2 separate regions of the Mus musculus genome follow, and region 1 is linked to region 2. The links are chromatin contacts, called in public Hi-C maps. All regions are on one chromosome and are shown on one strand. The core of a region is the stretch at or near the end of the contact, and the rest is flanking DNA. Distances in the headings are between cores, read along the strand shown.

Evidence for each region. Hi-C and Micro-C count contacts between places; a contact is called where the count stands out from the background.
Region 1: a contact with region 2 is called in a Hi-C map of the STO cell line, with 2.0 times the contacts expected there. The contact joins two enhancer-like sites. A contact is called at or near these places in 11 of 484 Hi-C or Micro-C datasets (the STO cell line, cerebral cortex, embryonic stem cells and 6 more) and 2 of 9 other capture datasets (embryonic stem cells and pancreatic islet).

Annotation. Positions count from the first base shown.
Region 1 is chr12:40,799,148-40,805,040 of GRCm38.p6, forward strand. It overlaps Dock4 (dedicator of cytokinesis 4), which reads left to right. Exons shown (of 53, transcript NM_172803.2): 36 at 510-603. Among named protein-coding and RNA genes, the nearest start is that of Immp2l, 220 kb to the right of the region's middle. Within about 2 kb of position 2,469, at least 17 of the 459 cell types and tissues checked have an H3K27ac peak or open chromatin away from gene starts, as enhancers often do. A contact at or near this core is called in the STO cell line, where this site is marked.
Region 2 is chr12:40,707,991-40,714,749 of GRCm38.p6, forward strand. Dock4 (dedicator of cytokinesis 4) reads left to right here. Exons shown (of 53, transcript NM_172803.2): 16 at 2,805-2,911. Among named protein-coding and RNA genes, the nearest start is that of Dock4, 270 kb to the left of the region's middle. Within about 2 kb of position 4,466, at least 18 of the 459 cell types and tissues checked have an H3K27ac peak or open chromatin away from gene starts, as enhancers often do. A contact at or near this core is called in the STO cell line, where this site is marked.

The sequences.
Region 1 (5,893 bases), core at 1,219-3,718, 89 kb after region 2:
ATATGTAGGTGATTTGTTACATTTTCTTAATATTTTAGTTAAATAGGCTGATTGCCCACTTGACAGCTAAACTAAGAATAATGGAAACTAACAAGAGAACAACTGGGCATAGTGGTAATTCCAGCTCTTAGAATCTGAGGCAGAAGGATCGGGCTGTGGGTTCAAGGCCAGTATGGGCCACATACAAAACCCTGTCTTAGAAGAAAAAGAAAATAGAATGAAAGAAGAAATTTGAATTGTTGATTATAACCCAAGAATTCCCAGCTTGTCCACTAGTTGTCAGATGTTTAACACAGTGTCAGGTTGAAAATCTGTCGCTGTCATTTAGTCTCCTCATTGTATTATTAAAACAATACTCAGGAGGGAAAAGAATGCATGTGTTCTCTTGACTTGGAGGCATGGAACTTCAACAATGTAAAAGGGCGTGTGTGTGTGTGTGTGTGTGTGTGTGTGTGTGTGTGTGTGCCTGAATACTGAGGAAACACGCAGGTCTGTGCTCTTTTTCACAGAACTTCTATAAGACGGAGCTGAACAAGGAGGAGATGTATATCCGCTACATCCACAAACTCTACGATCTGCATCTCAAGGCGCAGAACTTCACAGGTCAGAGTGCTGGGGACTCAGGTGGGGAAGGGAGCTAGGTACTGATGCGTTTGCTATGGTAACTCCTCTTCCTTTCACAGTTAGGGATGAAGACTCTGACACGTCTCTTCTAAAACCTTAATGAATTTTAATTATGTGTATGCTTCTTAGTGCTGTATTTTCTACTTCATCTATGCATGATTGTTTTGAGATTGCCCTTGGCATTATGGAGTACATACCTCATTACAACACGCTTGTAATGGGGGTTTGCTGTCTTAATTTAAACATGGGGTCTTTATAGACACCCTACTCTGTGCTGTACTTGTAGGATATGTGTTAAATATGGGATATCTATTCACTGGAATGGTCATACCGATTTTAAAGAACTTGTAAAAAGAGCTCTGTGTTTACTAAGATACTGGCTACTTTGATGACTCTCCATTTGTGAAGTTCTCTGGTTCCCTACATTTTTATTCGCCCTGAAGAATTTTACTGCTTAAGAGATTGGCTAGTGGTGCTCTCTTCCATTTCTCTCCATGTAAAGATATCTTTATTGCCCTCTGTAGTCGTCAGCTTTCAGTTATTGAAACGGAGTATATATGATAATCAACTGATGAAGAAGAGAGGTTTGTTTTGGTTCAGGAATTTGAAGGTTTTGGTCCATTGTTAGTTGGCTCTGTCACTTCTGGACTTGTAGCAAAGTAGCTTATAATGGTGGGGAAAGTGCCTGGTACAACCTAACTTCTCATGGTATGACTATGACACAAGAGAAAGAAGAAAGGAGCCTCACAGTCACTTCATGCATGACACTGATAACCCAAGCCTTTCCACCAAGCCATCTCTTTTACAGTTTCCAGCCATCTCTCCACATCACTGATGGAAGGACCAAGATGCTGCTTCTAAGATTTTTATTTTATGTGCTTGTATATGTGTGAGTGAATGCTGTACATGTGCAGGAATCCTCCAAAGAAACAGGAGTGTGTTAGATCCTGTGAAGCTAGAATTACAAGTGGTTGTGATCCACCCGACTTGAATCCTGGGAATGGGAGTCAGATCTACTGGAAGAACAAGTATTCTTAACTCCTGAGCTTTCTCTCGAACCCAGGACCAAGCTTTAACACACAGGGCTTTGATGGACATTGCTGAACCCAACCATAGCACACCCTCATCTCTGAAAGCCATGTGTGCTGTAGTTGGAATTTTAAGTGAATGGTTCTTTCATTTTTACACTGCAAAAGTGTTGTTATTATCTCCTGGACTCCCTGCGTGTGGTGAGAAGTATATAATCTTTTAATGACTGATTGTATGGTGTTTTCTGGTTGCTTTTGAGAATTTGTATTTGGTCTTCGGTAGTTTGATGATGACATACATAGACATGGTTTTCTCGAAGCTTAGTGTGTTTGGTATTGCCATGCTCTTCGGATCTAGAAATCTATTCCCTTCATCAAATCTGAAAAGGTTTTCGGCATTATCTTCTCAAAATATATTTTACATACCAATCCTTTCTTCTAGGACTGCCGTGGAATGAGTATTTGGCCTCTGGTCATTGTTCCCTGAGTCCTGAGACTCTGCCATCCCCCCCCCCCACCTCCCAGCCCCCTGCAACTTCACTTCTGACCATGGTTTAGGGCAGTTAGTTAACTTTGCTTTATGTCAAGCCCACAGATGCTTTCGGTCATCTTCACTCAGCTGACTTGAATTGGGTCTCTCTGCTGAAATGTTTATTTTGTTACCATTCCATTCTAAAAATTTCGTGTTGTTGTTTTCTTCTCATAGCTTCAGTTTCTATGCAAAGAATTCACCTTTTCAGTTGTTCAGGAGTGTTCACATTCACTACATGGAGCATGGTTTCAATAGCTGCTTCCTAGTCTAAGATTCCAAGATGTGAGTCATCGTGGGGTTGGCATCTGTTAATTGCTTTTTCCCTTGGATAGTTATTTAGTTCTGTGGTTTCTTGAATGCCAAGTAATTTTAGATTACATCCTGGACCTTTTGAACATTATGTTACTAGATTCAGCATTCTGTCAAAATTGTTATTTTTAATTTTGGCAATCAGTCCAGTTACGTTTAAAGCTCAGGTCCTGTGCCACCATCTAGAGGTTATGATTCTAATGTCTGATTTTTAAGACCTCGGTACTACATTCCAGTTCTCTGCATGTGCACCACCCAAGGCAGGTCTCCAGTTTTTGCTTATGGTCTGCACTACTGTGTTACTTATGTCTCTCTCAAACTCCTTTTTCTCTCTGATTCCCCATTCTTCCCGTGGCCCAGGCACTCCCAGTTCTTAGTGTTCTGGCTGTGAAGCTGAGGTTGGAAGGTGGAGGAAGCCAGAGAGTTTAAGAGCTCTGTGTCACCGGAAGCCCTGCCCCAGCTCTGTAAGAGAAAAGGTCTTCCGGGACCTGTGGTTGATCCCATTTGCAGAAAGTCTGAGACAGGAGACATAAAAAGAAGAAAATAAAATTAGGCAACCAAACACATCATGATCATCTTCAGGGGTGGCTTTTCCTAGTTGCTCTGTTTGTTCCTAATTACTTTTCAAGATCCTCTAAGCACCTCACATATTCTGTCGAATTACTTACTTACTTACTGGGGAAAGTCGAGGGGAAGGTGCTCACGCCACCTTAATCAGAATCCTTCCTGTGCGTTTGGGAATGACAAATTGAGGGCTTTGCCCGCTGTTCTTCCAGGGAACTCTTGAACTGGGGCCTTAGCACAGGTCTCTAAGTGAGTGAAGAAGTCCTTTCTGTAACATCTCGAGAATTGTAACATGCCTTTAAGACCTCTAGCTGGTCCCACTATCTATGTAGCATTTGTTTACAGTCTGGAGCCTCCCTCAGCTTGAATGCTGAGGTCTATGGATTCTTTCTCCTCAAAGTAGTTCCTGTACTGGGGTTCTTTTCCTTCAAGTTCCTTTACTGACTACACCTACCATCCTTTATCCATGGCTGAACTGATCTTAACATCTCTTTCTCTACTCTCTCTCTCTCTCTCTCTCTCTCTTTAAAAAGGGTGTGTGTGTGTGTGTGTGTGTGCGTGTGTGTGTGTGTGTGTGTGTGTGAGAGAGAGGGGGGGGAGAGGGGGAGAGAGAGAGGGAGAGAGAGAGAGGGGGAGAGAGAGGGGGAGGGGGAGGGGGAGGGGGAGGGGGAGGGGGAGAGGGAGAGGGAGAGGGAGAGGGAGAGATGGGTACTTGAAGAGGCCAGATGAGGGTATTGGATTCTCTGAAGCTGGGGTCACAGGCAATTGTGAACGGCCTCATGTCTGTGCTGGAACCTAAAGGAGGGTGCTGTGGAAGAGCAGCAAGCAGTCTTAGCCACCAAGCCAGCCATCTTTCCAACCCCATAGTCTCTATTTTAAAGCACTTATCATGTTGTTTTTTATTAGTTATATTTTATATAATATGTATTATTATTTAACACACAAACATACACACACACATACACATATGGTGGTGTGCATGTGTCTAGACAGACAGATGATTCCCAGCTAAGGATGAATTTCTTGTTTCTCGTTCTTAGTCTTCTCAGCTCCTAGGAGAGAGACTAGGGATATGAGACCTAAATAAGTGCATCCCTGATGAATGTGCTCATCAATTAAACTTTAACACCTGGTGTGATGGGTTTCCTTCAGTGCTGATAATGCCTGAATCATGAGAGAACAATGCAGTAGGGTAAACTGTTTAACTTTAAAAACTGATAAAAGCAAGAATTGAGAAAATAAGCTGACAACAGTTATTCCATGTCTGCACAGATGTTTTTTTGATTTTTCAAGAAAGTCCAGATTTGTCTAAGATATCAGAGATGGATGCTTTTTCTTTACTTGCTCAAAGTTCCATGTTCCCTAAATCATAATCAATATGTGCTCCTCCCATCTAACATCTTACTTACTGTATTTATTTATGGCACCTGTGTGCCATGTGGGTGTGGAGGTCACAGGAAAGTTCTAGGAGTCAGTTCTCTCTTCCACCATTCCATGGTTGCAGGGATCAAACCGAGGTCACCAGGCCCGCACATTAAGCATCTTTACCTCGGAGTCATCTCGCTGGCCCTCGCATCCTTTCTCTCAGATGTCCTCATTTCTGTATGCGTCCTTGAAAACAGGGAGCTTGTTGGGGAACCTTCCTTACACTGTCCAAATGATGTAACCCCCTGCAGCCTTCTGTGTGGTCGCCTCGCCTTCCCGATTCATCTCCAGCCTTCTGTGCTGTTTCTCTTTGGATATCGCCTTCCTCGCTGTCTGCTTGTGGAAATAATGGGATGGCCTGCAGTAAGCCGTGCAGGGGTACTTTGTTTGGAATCTCAAACTCTCTGTCCCTTAGAATCTATTCCTCTCCCATCTGCGTCAGCTCCCACAGTAACACTTAAAACTTTTGAGTTATTGAAAACCAGCTGTGTAGGGGGTTGTGGGGGTGGGACACCTGCAAGGTGTGCACGCTTTTCCTTGATCAGCACAGTCCATGGTGCCCTCTGCGTGCATGCATCCCTCGGCTGTGGATGGTCACCTTCCCAGTCAGATTCTAAAGCAGCTGTGATTTGTCCTGCCACCTCTCTGTGACACCAGCAGTCATTTCTCAGCTTCCTCTGGTCACCAGTCAGCATCTCTACTTTCTCAGACTTGCCCAGGCACCACTCACCTATGCCTGCCCTCCTAAGGACGAGCATGTCTGGGAAGTAGTAAAGAGGTTAGAAACTTTTTGTTGTTTGTTGTTGTTAATTTGGGGGTATATGTCACATGCCCTTTTCTACCATAACTATTGTTAAGTGTGCAGTCTATGCCATCACCATTGACCCTAGAACTTTTCTCCGCTTCCCCAACTGAAACGCTTTCCTGTTAAACACTAATTTTCCTTGCCTTCTCTCTTTCTATGAATCTGACCATCAGGGCCCTTTGTGTCCTTCCATGCACGTCTGTGAGCACACAGGCCTCTGTTCTCTTAATCCTGAGATGAGACTAGCTCCGTTTTCTCTGAGGAACTTTCAAGCACTACAGTGTTGGGAGAAGAACAAGGGATAGGAGAACAAGGGGAGTGACCCCTGAAGTAGGTCATTAGTAGAACATAGGAGTTATTCAGGCTTGAAGGAACAGAACCTAGGAGCAGTTGGTATAGACCCGCATGGTATAAGACAGGAACACGGTTGGCTAGACACTTCTTCCAAGCACAGCACAGTCCCTAAAATGTCTTCACTGTGATTCTTGCACATTTACTGCATCTCCCATGGCAGCCTCTATGATTTCAACTGTTTCCGTTTCCACCCATTTTTCACCCTTGGTGAGAACCCTGTCCATCTCACATTTAATCCTCACAAGAAAGGAA
Region 2 (6,759 bases), core at 3,216-5,715:
GATAAACAAAGTTGGAGGAATAACATTGCATGACTTTACGACTCACCATAAAGTATACTGGGTTGGGGTATATCTCCTTTGGTAGAGTGCTTGCCTAGCAAGCACAAAGCCCCAAGTTCAGTACTGGTACAATATATAGCAGATGGTGGCACAAGCCTCTAATTCCAGCACTCAGTGAGTAGAGATACTAGAATAAGGTCCTACTAGACTATTCATCAAGTTCTAGAAAAAAATACAGAAATCAACACACCTTGCCTAGTATGAAGGACTAGAAAAAGTATCAGTAGAACAGAATGGAGAACCCAGATATAGATGGAAATAGATATAGATAGACAAAACATCTTTGACAAAGAAGCAAAGTCAAGTCCATAGAGGTACATGGTACTGGTATATCAGCTCATCCTCAGCTAAAATTGAAATCTAGCTACAGACTATATATTCTTAAAAAAAATTAACTCAAATTGAATTATAGGTGTAAATGTAAAATATCAAACTATAAAAGTCCTGGAAGGTAACATAGAAGAAAATTTAGATAACCATGGTTTATACTCAGGAACAGATCCATGAAAAGAAAAACTGATAATCTGAAGGTCATTTTAATTTTAAAATAGTTTTCTTAATTCCTTAGGGACTTAGCCTCTTGGTATACAAACAGGATCCCCTACTTCTTCCTGGTAGCCCCTTTCACCCATTGCTTCTAGCCCATCTCCAGTCCTTTGTGGCTTTACCCACTCACAGAACCTTTCTACCAGTAATCCAAAGCAGCCACACTAGGCTGGGACTCAGTTGAGCATTATCCAACAGGATTCCAAAGCTTCTATTCAAAGCGGATTGTGGGTAACAAGAAATCCCCAACTGGACAGTGTGCAGAGACTCTGGAGCTCTCAGTGCTAAATGAGATGTCTTTATCACACCAATAGATATGCCTAACAAGGGAGAAGTAAGTCGAGTGGGGCCCTAGATAAAGAATTATAGACAACTAAGGAATGCCGAGAGCAGGAGAAAGTCTTCCCAAGGGAAGAGCCCCCAGGTGGTTATCTAGTACTGAGTATGTGGGAGGGACAAGGGGTGACGAGGGAAGGGAGGAAAATTATTTCAGTTTCAAAAATAAAAATGAATGAGCCATCAATCTGTGCCAGTACACGACAGAGCCTTAAATGAACACCACAGTGAACAAAGCCAGTCTGAAGAGGCCTCGTGCTGTGTGACTTCAGCTGTGCAGCAGTTTAGAATAGGCAAAACTAGGGAGCTAATAAAATGCTCAGTGGTTTCCATGGGCTAGGGCTAGAAAAATGAGAAGTGTGGTTAGAGGAATGGGGAAGTACCTGGAGAGTTAGGAGGAACCATCCACAAACTTCAGGTATTGTGTTAGCAAAAGGATGTCATACTGGGCTGATGTCTTCAACAGTCCATTCAACTCACTGATAGCCTAGGACAGTGGCCATGGTCTTAAACCATCAATGTCTTATTTTATGATGCATGGTTAATTTGAAAAGCCTATTGGCTTTGTTTCTTGTCTTTGTTAATTGTACTTGCTGTAGACTCTCGATTCTCTTTGGTTTTAATTGCATGTTACAAACTACAGCTTTGTGGATCATGAGTTGCTGCACTGTTGTGGGGAAACCTGGTTCTTAATGCTTCTGCTGTAACTTTGATAGCTTTTAGAAATGTTAGTCTTTTCCCACCTTCACTCTAGACTGGGTATCAATCATTTGGAAAGGAAGTCCTCTTCCTTTGAAGCACACATTTTTAGTGAGTTCACATATCCTGGGATGTCCTCTTGTTAGGGGCGCTACCCCCCTCCATCAAGTGGTGAGGGCAGTTGTTAGGGAAGAGTGCACAACTAAAGCCCTTGAGTAATGGTCGCAATTCCCTGAACATCTAACTTAGCTCAGGTCTCACTGGGTCCCAGAGCTGAGCTGTTGTTATCAAGGATTATGATCCAATGCCAAGCTTATGGGAAAGAACCACACTACCGCTATCACAGGCTCCTGCCTGGAGCCTCAGTGACTACTCACATACGCACATACCAGGGGAGAATGCACGTGAACTGAAAGCCTTAACACTTGCTCTATTTGGGGAGAAAAGCAGCCCTGCTAGGAGGACTGAGATGCCTTGAAAGTCCTAGAGCAAGCTGCTTCCAGTCCTTGGTCTCCATTTCCTTTCCTGTAAATGACAGCCAGAATTCTCTGCACCAAGGTTGTCCTTAATCAGGTGTCTGGTGTCTGAAAAGTCCCCACCTCACTTCCTACTTGCAGGACACTATAGACAGCCCAAAGTAAATGGCAGCTTATAATTTGTAGGGGTTTTTTCCCCACCAGGAGCCTTGGCGGAAGCTAGGGAAACAGCTCTACAGCGGCTCTGTCCTCATGCACTGACCAGGGCAGAGCTTGAAAGTTCTCCTTCAGAGGCCCACTGATGAAGCTTGGCTCCTTACATCATTCTTCCTCCATTAAACATTATTTTTTGAGATGCTACCATATCCCAGACCCCTTTTGATAAACAAACAAATAGGGAAGCTAAGTGCTGAGGGGCTGGGGAAGAGATGAGAGCAGAAAGCAGTCCAGGCATTGCCTAGAACATAATTTCAGGTCTCGAGTCCTACGAAGACAATTGGGCAGAGAATGTAACCTAAAGTTTCGGAAGCCTGAGTACAGCATTCAGAAAAGGTGTCTACCACAGAAGCTGCTCCCCAGTGTGTGAGGACCAGGCACGTGCAGGGCATGGGGCTATGGTTGTTGATGCTCTGCTTCTTGTATATCATTTGTGTACTTCTAGTAAGCAAGTCATTACTCTCCTTACAGCAAAGGAGAAAGGAGAAAAGAAGTTGTTCGGTTTCTCTTTCGTGCCCCTGATGCAAGAAGACGGAAGGACTCTCCCAGATGGCACACACGAGCTCATCGTGCATAAGGTACCAGTGGTTCCTATTGATGATCGCGATCAAGAGCAGGGCATAGTTACTGGCTGCACGTCTTCTAGCTTTAGAAAAGGGAAAAAAATGACTAAAAATAGCACCCTTTCGAATAAGGTTAGAGACCAGGCGTGGCAGTATAATCTTTAATTCCAGCACTCAGAAGGCAGATGCAGTTTTTCTCAAAAATCCTCCTTTTGCTGGTGAAGGTCTACCATCACCTGGCTCCAGGAGTCTTTTCTGCCTTCTAGAGGAAATAGAAACTTCCTGTGCTTTCTCCCTGCCTCCTGACCTGACCCTTATCTACACTCCTCTCTTTCTTCCTACTTCCTGTCTCAGGGATGAGAGAAGGTGCCTTCTCTCCAAAGCCAGTTCTACTTCCTGCCCCCAGGACTTCTTCCAGTGTCCTTTCTTCCTCCTGCATCTATAACTGCTTCCATGTCTAGCTATCCAGTCAGCAGTTTTCTTCTTTCTTTAATAGGTACAGGTTTCCTCTTCTGTTCCCATCTCATGTAGAAACGGGTTGTCACCACTCTCTCCGCTGCTCGGTCCCATCAGTGGTTCATGATGCCACCATTCACCATTCACATGAACTTCCACCATGTTGCTCCTGTTTAGCCACAGGCTAAAGACCCTGAGGATGGTGGTAGGGGGGCTCTATACCAGTGAGCTATACCACGAACTTTCCCCTGGTATATTTGGAAAGGGTCTTGCTGAGTTGCCTTAGGTTGGCCCCTGAAAGCAGTCTTCTTGCCTCAGCCTCTTGAGTAGCAAATTATTACAGTCATGCTTGACTCTGCCTGCCCAGCTACTGAGATCTTCTTATTTAAGATCTCTGGGCTTTTCATGTTGAGAAATCTCATGGACCAGACATATGATACATACACTTGTCTTTTTTTTAGTGGTTGTTTTAGATTCACAGATCTGTAATATACCCGTGTACAGGCTGGTTTTGTGTGTCAACTTGACACAAGCTGGAGTTATCACAGAGAAAGGAACTTCAGTTGGGAAAGTGCCTCCATGAGATCCAGCTGGGGTATTTTCTCAATTAGTGATCAAGGGGGGAGGGCCCCTTGTGGGTGGAACCATCTCAGGGCTGGTAGTCTTGGTTCTATAAGAGAGCAGGCTGAGCAAGCCAGGGGAAGCAAGCCAAGTAGAGAACATCCCTCCATGGCCTCTGCATCAGCTCCTGCTTCCTGACCTGCTTGAGTTCCAGTCCTGACTTCCTTTGGTGATGAACAGCAGTGTAGGAAGTGTAAACTGAGTAAGTTCCTCCCCAACTTGCTTCTTGGTCATGATGTTTGTGCAGGGATAGAAACCCTAAGACAACCCATAAGTTCTTCTCCCAAGTCATCTTACATTATAACTATTTACATTAGTGGAGGCATATTAGGAGTAAACATATCTAAGGAATAAAATTTTGTTAGGGTAAAGGGGTTTGGGGGGGTTGTTTTGTTTTACACAGTAAATTTTCCACTAATATCATCTGGCTATTCCTGCTCCATTCCAGACCCCACGTGGTATTTAGCTGTCCGCTGGTGACTCACCCACATGCCTCCCGTCACTGCCCTCCCTCTGTACTGTTTCTTTACCCTCTTGCCTGCTTAGTAACTCTCTTCTGATTATGATTGAGCTTAAATACTTCCCTTTCTATAAAGCCTTCCCTACCCCCAAGAGAACTGGTATTCAGTGGTCTTTAAGCTTTGACATCAGTCTAAAACACATGACTGCAGTGGTCTGGTGTGTGAGGCCTTCAAAACAAGGCCAGTACCCCTTTCCTGGTTAGTGCCCGTTTCCTGGTTGTATTTTTAATACTGAAATGAAGTATGGGCAAATATTATGAATTTAATCAGTATTTAGTAATGATATTAGCAGTCACTGTCCCTGTTGAAAACTTCCCCAAATATATTTTGTCATTAAAAATTATTTAAATCTGGTTTTCATTAGCTAGTATAGAATTTCAAGTTAACGCTCTCACTTTCTGTACTTTCAGTTCAGTTCTCTACAGTCCTAAGCTGTGGATCCTGTATTTGATTAGCAGGCTGGGAATTCACTGGCATGATTTTCTATGAATAAATGATACATGTGGATCTCCCCACCTCAAATCTAACATGCTTCTGGATGCTACTGTTATGGAAGACTGTCAGGACTGACCACTGTGGTTCTCAGCCATATATTTTAGGCTATAGTCAGCAGGTAGCCCAATACATAGTGCCCTGTTTACAACCTCTATCCCAATTGATTTCTAATGACTGCATGCAAGAGGTGTAGTCTCAAAGATCAAGGCTACCTGTGCTACTTCAAGTACTTCTGTAAGCGTACAAAGGAGCCCATCTCTCATAAGATCTGACTTTAAACCCAAATGTGGTCAAAAAGGTAATTCTTATCTCTAATATGGAATACATTAATGCATTTTAAGATGACCCATGTTGATTGCAGACTATTAAAGCAAATTATCGTTTACTGGGCTAGCAACATGGTTTTGTTCCCCCCAATCCAGCAGCACACTCAGGAATCTAAAGGCGTTGAGACAATTCTTCCCTGCATTCTTGCATTCAGTTCCTCTGAACTTTGCATTGATTAGTAGGAGAGTGTGTAGCCTTTTGGGCTAAAAATTCTTGCTGCTGTGTGCCCCTATGAACAGCCTACCTTCTAAAAGAGGTTTTCTATTTATCTCTGCAACCAAATCCTGTTTCTCACCTAGAGTCCTTGCCATCAAATGAAAGGCTTTTGTTCTGCTACAGGCCCATGTGCTATGCTCCCTCTGGGCTAATCTACCCTCAGGTGTCCATCAGAGCACGGGTAATACATTGGCTATGCTTGTAGGTCCCATGACAGAACATGTTCCCTAATGAGAATAGTGAACTCTTGTTCTTATGTCCACACTGTCTTGCTCCATTCCTATACTGGGTTTGATGAGGAAGACATTACTTCTGCCAAATCCCAGAGTCTGGGGTTTCCCAGAATGCAAAGAATCTGTACTTTCCTATGTTGTGTCGTTTAGGGTACAACTAACCTTTCCCATACCAACAAGCCAGCCCCCTGACTACAGTACCCTACTCAGATTTGTAGCCATAGAACCTCTAAGCTCTGACTCTGGTGTACTTGCTATTTCCCAGTCCATAACCAGCAGTGCTGACCACACTTTATAGTCTCTCCTACTCTCAGCCTTTTCTAAAGTGGTGCCTGGTGCTTCCTGTTTGCTGTCTTCTGTTCATACTCTGGTTACATAACTCTCTCTCAGTGTGGGCCTTTCTCATACCTGGCTGAGCAATGTCTGGATATTTCATGCATTCTAGAAGAGAACTTAGCACTGAGTACTCTCACTCTCTGGTGAGTGAACGCTGAGTGCTGCATTTCCTAGCAGGAGAGTGTGTAGCCTTTTGGGCTAAAAATCCTTGCTGTCCTGTGCCCCTCTCTTACCACCTACCTTCTAGAACAATTTTCCTATTTATGTCTACCACCAAATTCCATTTCTCTCCTAGAGTCCCTGCCATCAAATGGAAGTCTTTGTTCTGCTCCTGGCTCGTGTGCCATGCTCCCCCTGCTCTTGTCTGCTTGTCCTGCCTAACAGCCAAGTCCCACAATTTCTTTTGTTCCCCGTGTTTCAAGCTGTAGACTAGCAATTTCACTGTAAGCCTCGAGTCTTACGTCTCATGAGATCATTTTAGTTACACACTCCTCTTGGGGCCCTGTGTCATTTTGTCTGCCATTCCTTAAGCTTTTGGAGAAAGTCATTTTTTTTCTCTCTAACTTGACAGTCTCAATTTAATCGAGAATGCAATGTGAAGCTCAGTTTTGTTTCCACAAAATATAAAACTGATTTAAAAGAATAGTAGGGAAAGGCA